2 separate regions of the Callithrix jacchus genome follow, and region 1 is linked to region 2. A link is a contact called in public Hi-C data. All regions are on one chromosome and are shown on one strand. The core of a region is the stretch at or near the end of the contact, and the rest is flanking DNA. Distances in the headings are between cores, read along the strand shown.

Evidence for each region. Hi-C and Micro-C count contacts between places; a contact is called where the count stands out from the background.
Region 1: a Hi-C map of skeletal muscle shows a contact between it and region 2, with 7 times the contacts expected there. The contact joins the enhancer-like site here to the promoter of LOC118155273 in region 2. A contact is called at or near these places in 2 of 3 Hi-C or Micro-C datasets (both in skeletal muscle).

What each region holds. Positions count from the first base shown.
Region 1 is chr7:23,545,599-23,548,816 of calJac240_pri, reverse strand. LOC103794127 (a long non-coding RNA gene) reads left to right here. Exons shown (of 6, transcript XR_621392.5): 6 at 2,563-3,218. Among named protein-coding and RNA genes, the nearest start is that of MSRB2, 37 kb to the left of the region's middle. Within about 2 kb of position 1,271, at least 2 of the 16 cell types and tissues checked have an H3K27ac peak or open chromatin away from gene starts, as enhancers often do. A contact at or near this core is called in skeletal muscle, where this site is marked.
Region 2 is chr7:23,062,555-23,065,951 of calJac240_pri, reverse strand. LOC118155273 reads left to right here and starts at 1,585. Exons shown (of 2, transcript XM_078329602.1): 1 at 1,585-2,149; 2 at 2,152-2,486. The coding sequence starts at 1,721. The coding sequence ends at 2,349. The region is part of intron 6 of PIP4K2A (phosphatidylinositol-5-phosphate 4-kinase type 2 alpha); the gene reads left to right.

The sequences.
Region 1 (3,218 bases), core at 22-2,521, 480 kb before region 2:
AGCTTTGGCAGGGAGAAGTGTCTGGGCCAGTGGCCTGTGGCAGTTACTGCTCCTGGCTCTCACAGACTTGGTAGAGTTTGTAGGGGATCTAGAATTTACTGTGTCCCTAGAGAGGGGGTCAACAAATTGACAGAAGCCTGGGGTTAGAACAGAGAAGCCAGAGAGCACACAGTATTTATGGACAAAGGCAAATGGCTTGGACTATGATACCAACATCATATTCCCTTCCTCCTTGAAGAAAGGCCAGATGCCAGCAGTCTCTCACTGGTTTCTTCATGGGGCCTGGTAGTCTGCAGACCCCTCGTCATCAGATGCCACCTTGGGAAGAAATTGGATGGGAGGCCATGCAGGGAAGAAAGATGTCTGCCACATCAGTTATTTATCTGAAAGATACTGGGTTATCCAGAAAGAAAAAGCAACTGACAAGCCGCAAGCCTAAAAATTTTCTTTGTTATGCTGGGTCTGGTGGTGAGTACTCTTAAGAAATTTCAACCATGCGGGGCACAGTGGCTCACACCTGTAATCCCAGCACTTTTTGAGGCTGAGGCAGGCAGATCACCTGAGGTCAGGAGTTCAAGACCTGGGCAACATGGTGAAACCCCATGTCTACTAAAAAAAAAAAAAAAAAAAAAAATTAGCTGGACATGGTGGTGCACACCTGTAATCCCAGCTACTTAGGAGGCTGAAGTAGGAGAATCACTTGAACCCAGGAGGCAGAGGTTACAGTGGGTCAAGATTGTGCCACTGCACTCCAGCCTGGGTAACAGAGCGAGATTCCATCTCAAAAAAAAAAGTTACAACCAATTCCAGAGAATGGTTTGTTCTTTCTTAGAAACTTACTTCTTTTCATGTTGTTTTCTCTACGTGGTGACAAATGTAAGGTTTTAGTTTACAGAGAGCATAATGTGTCCCACCCCAAGACCTCACCATACAAACACCTGCTCTCTGCATTGGGTGGAAAGATCTTCCTTCAGCTGTTGGCTGTCAGCAACTTTTTTGCAGACTGGTTGAAGCTGGACAGGAATGGTAATCAGGGGCCGTGTGGTATTATCCATATGGCATATAATCAAAATTATGTTTTCACACAGGCAGAACAGATTCCAAGCAAGAACAGAAGCAGGATTCCAAGCAGGTCTCAGATCAGTTCCGGATCCTCATGCCAATGCCTTATATCCAGTTCCCCTGGCCGCGTTTTACATTTCAGCAAAAGGCGTGTCTTGCAAACCCAGCAGCGCTTATATGGCCAGTGTCATCTGAGAATGCAACGGGGTGATTTGTGGTGGGAGAGCTGTGTTAACCGGGCTCAAACTGCTATCCAATATCCCAAACGTAAACCTCTTCCTGCGGGCTTGAAAAAGAAGCCAGGGCTCTTAGAAGGTTCACTTTTCATGTGCTGAAGCCTTCCAATTTCTTGGTTGCAGCTGGGCATGCTCTAAAGCAGATGAGATACTCTGGGAAAGAAACAGGGTCCCCATCATCCATCCCGGATCGGGGTAGGGACAGCAGAGCCTTCCAGGGACAGCTCACCTGTCTCACCACCCCCCAGGGCTCGGCTGGGGATGGCAGGACCCCTGGACTGATTAGATTCTCCAGAAAGAGCTTCATCCAAAAAAACGACCTTTAGACTTCTATGTGTTTTATCCTCCCAGCCAAGCATCTTCTCACGAGTATTTATTAAACACCTACCATGCGCAGACACCGTGCTTGGACACACTTGCCAATTATTTCCTCGGAGTTTGTTTTCCAGGCAAAAGGAGGTGTTGATGGATTAGCCACAAGCCTTAGTGCTCTCCAAAGTGCTTCTTATGATTGGGTCTTGTAGGAAAATGCTTCATGTTGGTGACTCTTAAACCAATGCCCAGTGTTTATTTCTGATGGACAGAGATCGTGTGATTCGTGCCAAATAAAGACAGGAGCTGATGGGATTTTCGAGAATTGCAGGTTCTACTTTTGATATTTTCCCACAGTAGTTGGGAAGGAAGAGTCTCCCCAAATGAGAAAGAAGTTGGGTGGGAGGGGGTCCTGCAGCCTTGGCTTCCTGGGAGGCTCTTGGATGACTCACAGTGGGGGTAGGGAGCAGCCGCAGGCCGCTGCAGCCCTGGTTACTGCTACAAATTTATCTCCCCAACTACGGCCTCTCCATCTGTTCTACCCTCTAATTACAAATGCAAAAAATAGCTAATTTGCAATGGCATCATAAAGAGGAAAATCTAAGTGATTTAAGAGCCGCTCCGTGTTACGTGGAGCGTGTCTTACACACTCCAGCAGAGAGAAACTGCTTGTTCCCTGTGTTGGGAGAGTCCCCTCATCTCGGCCAGTTTCTGATTTGCCCTGACTAGGAGAATTATTATTAAAAGTTGCAAAGGGCAAGGAGCGGGTCCTGAGAATGTTCCACCCCCACCACAATCGCTTCTGTCAGAAAGGAGGCCAGCCACCATGGTTACAACTCAAGGCCAGTAATCTGCCTTGATCTCTAGATTATTTCAACTTCTTGGCAAAATATATGATGTGGACACAGTACTATGAGCCAAACTATAATACAATTATTTTCTTTTTAACCAGGCATGGTGACTCACACCTGTAATCCCAGTGCTTTGAGAGGTCGAGGAGTGGAGATCACTCGGGGCCAGGAGTTCAAGAACAGGCTGGGCAACACAGGAAGACACCTATCTCCACAAAAATGTTTAAAAATTAGCCAGACATTGGCTGGACAGGGTGGCTCACACCTGTAAACTCAGCACTTTGGGAGGCCGAGGCAAACAGATCACTTGAGGTCAGGAGTTCAAGACCAGCCTGCCCAACATGGTAAAACCCTATCCCTCCTAAAATTCCAAAAAAAAAAAAAAAACTAGCTTGGTGTTATGGCAGGCACCTGTAATCCCAGCCACTTGGGAGGCTGAAGCAGGGGAATTGCTTGAACCCGGCGGGTGGAGGTTGCAGTGAGCCGAGATTGTGCCGCTGTACTCCAGCAACAGAGTGAGACTCAATCTCAAAAAAAGAAAAAAAATTAGCCAGGTTTGATGGCTCGAGCCTGTAATCCCTGTTACTTGGGAGGCTGAGGTGACAGGTGGAAGTGAGAGGATCACTTGAGCCCAGGAGTTGGAGGTTGCAGTGAGCTGTGACGGTGCCACTGCTCTCCAGCCTGAGTAATACAGTAAGACCCTGTCACTAAAAATAAAATTTTTAAAAAAATGAAATAAAAGTTATTTTCTTTTCAG
Region 2 (3,397 bases), core at 336-2,835:
TTTGCTGTTGACTTAAGTAGACTTAAGTAGACTTGCTGAGGACTGTGATTCTGTGCTTTAAAAGAAGCCAAAAACTTTTCAAAATGAAGGAGACATGTCTGTAATAAATGTATTATATATATACATATGTTTATAATAAATTTTCTTTTTACAGCTCATAGCAAGTTAAATGTTCCCAGTGAGTTCACTGCTCCCTAGGAAAGAGTTCACTGTTCCCTAGTATTTTGGTTATATTTTCTGGCTACTAAGATTTCAGCTTGTGGATTTTTGCTTTAGGTCAGCAAAATAGCATTCACTAAATTACCCACTATTATAATGTCTTCACTGAGAAGAACTAACCCATGGAAAATTAAGGTAAGACAAAAGTCAACAAATTTCTATCTTTGGCCAGATACGTAAAATCATTACATTTATTCCATACATTGAATAAATATCATAAATTTCAGATTCTTTATTACTCCAGGAACTTAACTAGTCCAATTTTTATTATAAGATAGGAACATGTTACTCTCATTTATGTTTCAGTTTAAAAAAAAAGTCTTTTCAGTGAGGTTTCCTGTTAGGGTTAGCTTTTGCTGGTAATCGCAGAGGTTTTTCTAGCCAGGCTAATTCACAATGGAGCTTTGCAAAACAGAGTGAGGAACTAGAGCCACCAAGCAGGGAGGTCAGAGCCTCGGGCCGTGTCACCTTTGACGCATCCTGTCTTGTGTACCCTGCGTTCCCTGTGTGTCCTGTGCAGTGAAATGAAATACTCACTCTGCGCTCATGTATCGTAGGTTTGTGTGCAGTAACAAAAGTGTCTTCCAAATTTGAGGGCAGTATGTAGAGAATTCATGTGACATGTTTCTGACTAGCAGATAAAACCTAAAAACAAAGGAAATTTTAAACATCATTTAGATCAAGCTTGTCCAACCCACGGCTCACTGACTGCATGTGCCCCAGGATGGTTTTGAATGTGGTCCAATACAAATCCGTAAACTTTCTTAAAATGTAATGAGATTTTTTTGTGATTTTTCTTTTTTCTTTTTTTTTTTTTAGCGCATCAGCTATTGTTAGTGGTCAGTGATTTTATGGTGCCACCCAGGGACGCCGCACTGGAATTGGCCACGTGGGATTGGACACCCTGGTTTAGATTCCTGACATGCTAAATTGTCAGTTTTTTAAATCATTCAGGTATCAACGAGAAGATATCCTAGGTTTAAAGACCCTAGTTTATTAGAAAGTCGGGAAAGAAGAAACAAATATATAGTCAGTTATTGCCAGGCACTCTGTGCTTTGTGTCATTTGATTCACATGCTAACCCTGTTACACAGGTGCAGTGTTAACTAATTTCCCATTATATAAATAAGGAAACTGAGGTTTGCGCAGATTAAGCAACTGGCCCACAACATCACAGCTAGTATTAGAATGTTAAACATGTCAATACATTTTTTAAAAGAAAAATCTTCTTCTGGATTGATCAGCGATGAGTTTTTTCTAGATCCATAAACCATACTTGAGAACATGTATAGCAAATAACAATGTTTGTATGTAACACACTGTGACAGGCACCGTTTGAGGCCTTTTTACATGTGTGAACTCATATAGTCCTCACAACCCTATGTTTGTGAATCCCCCTTGAGGATGGAAAACCAAGTCACAGAGAGGTTAGGTAACTTGCTCAGAGTCACACAGCTAATAATTGGAGTTGCGGAGCTACAACCCAGGCAGCCTGGATCCCATGTGTTCTCATAACCATGGGCTCAATCTGTCTCCTTCATGGAAACCTGGGTCATGCCGAATCTACCTGGGGTTGGGCATCACCCCACAGGACAGCAAAGGGCTCATTTTATCAGAACTGGAAGCAGGACAGCCAGGCTGCAGGGGGCACAGCGTCCTTCTTCTGATGCCTGTGGCTGTGTTTGTGCATTTACCCATCACAGTAGTGGAGATGAATGCGACTTGGAATCCAACCCACCGCAGCAGATGACCTCATGCAGGAGAGAAAACAGCCCTGCCTATGCTGGCCTGGCTCTGCCTTGGGCTGTATTTACTCATGGTGCCGCAGCTGGCCAGGGCCTTGGAGCAGCTCTTGGAGCAGTCCCAGCTCAGGGCTGGGCACACGGAGGAGGACGGGGTGGGGAAGAGTAGTTCCCTTCCTTATCGTCATCTCCTCAGTGTCCCCACCCAGCAAGAAACGAGGGTCATACAGCAGTCACCCCGCCTCACTTAGAGGCTCTGATCTCCACAAAACTGGCCAGAGCTGAATTCAGAGCAAATAAAGGCTCAGCCTGTCACCACTTCAGAAAGGCTGCTGACCGCTGGCTGGAAACCAGCCTCGGAGAGTCCACAACCAAGAAGCATTTCTGAGCTGCCTTTAGTTAGCTCTAGGGGTTTCCTCCGCCTTCTGGCTGTTTCTGCACTGAGCTAGAAAAGATATCAAAGACACTCGTTAAAGAACCAGACCCAGTGACTACAAACTTTAAGGGCAAATAATCCCGTGTTTAAAAGCAAAGGGTATAATCTGTTGCTGCATTAAGCTGTTGCTGCCCACAGTTAATTTTCTGCTGCTCTGTAGACGTCATCTTGGTAGGCAGTTTTACACCAAGAGTTTATTAAGTTCATTAAATCATAGCATAATAGTTTTCCACATTTAAAAAAAGGTGTTTCTAACATAAGCACTGCTCATTATCAGAGAGATATATTGAAATTTATTTTTAAAAGCTAAGCAATAAGATTTTCTTGATAGTGAATCGTTGTCAGGTGACTTAAGCTTTGTCTTTTTTTTTTTTTTTTTTTCCAAGATAGGGTCTTACTGTGTCACCCAGGCTGGAGTGCAGTAGTGCAATCATGGCTCTCTGAAACCTTGACTTCCCAGGCTCAGGTGATCCTCCTACCTCAGCCTCCCAAGTAGCTGAGATGACAGGCATACAGCATGCCTGTGTGATATGTTTTATTATTTTTTTTGTAGAGATGGAGTCTCACTTTGTTGACCAGACTGGTCTGAAACTTCTGGGCTCCAGTAATCCTCCTGTCTTGGACTCCCAAAGTGCCGAGATTGCAGGCGTAAGCCCACGCCCAGCCTATCTTGTTCTTAGTAGAAACAAGAACAGTTAAGTTTTTGTTTAAAAAAAAAAGTCTCCCAACCTGTAATACCCGTTTTAAATCTGTGCTTTATTAAATGCTCAGTGAGGACGATGATGGCGGTGGTGATTACAAGCACCACTCACTATTTGAATCTGTCACGTGGTTTCTGGTTAAGTTCCCAGCACATCTCTACCTTAGCAGAATGATTAAGGTTCCCATCTCAGCTCATCACTCACCAAACTTTGAGACCTTAATCTGTTTCCTTGAATGCAAAACGTGGATAAGAATGATAGTTAAGGTTGTTGCAAAGACTAAAGGTAGATGATAGAGG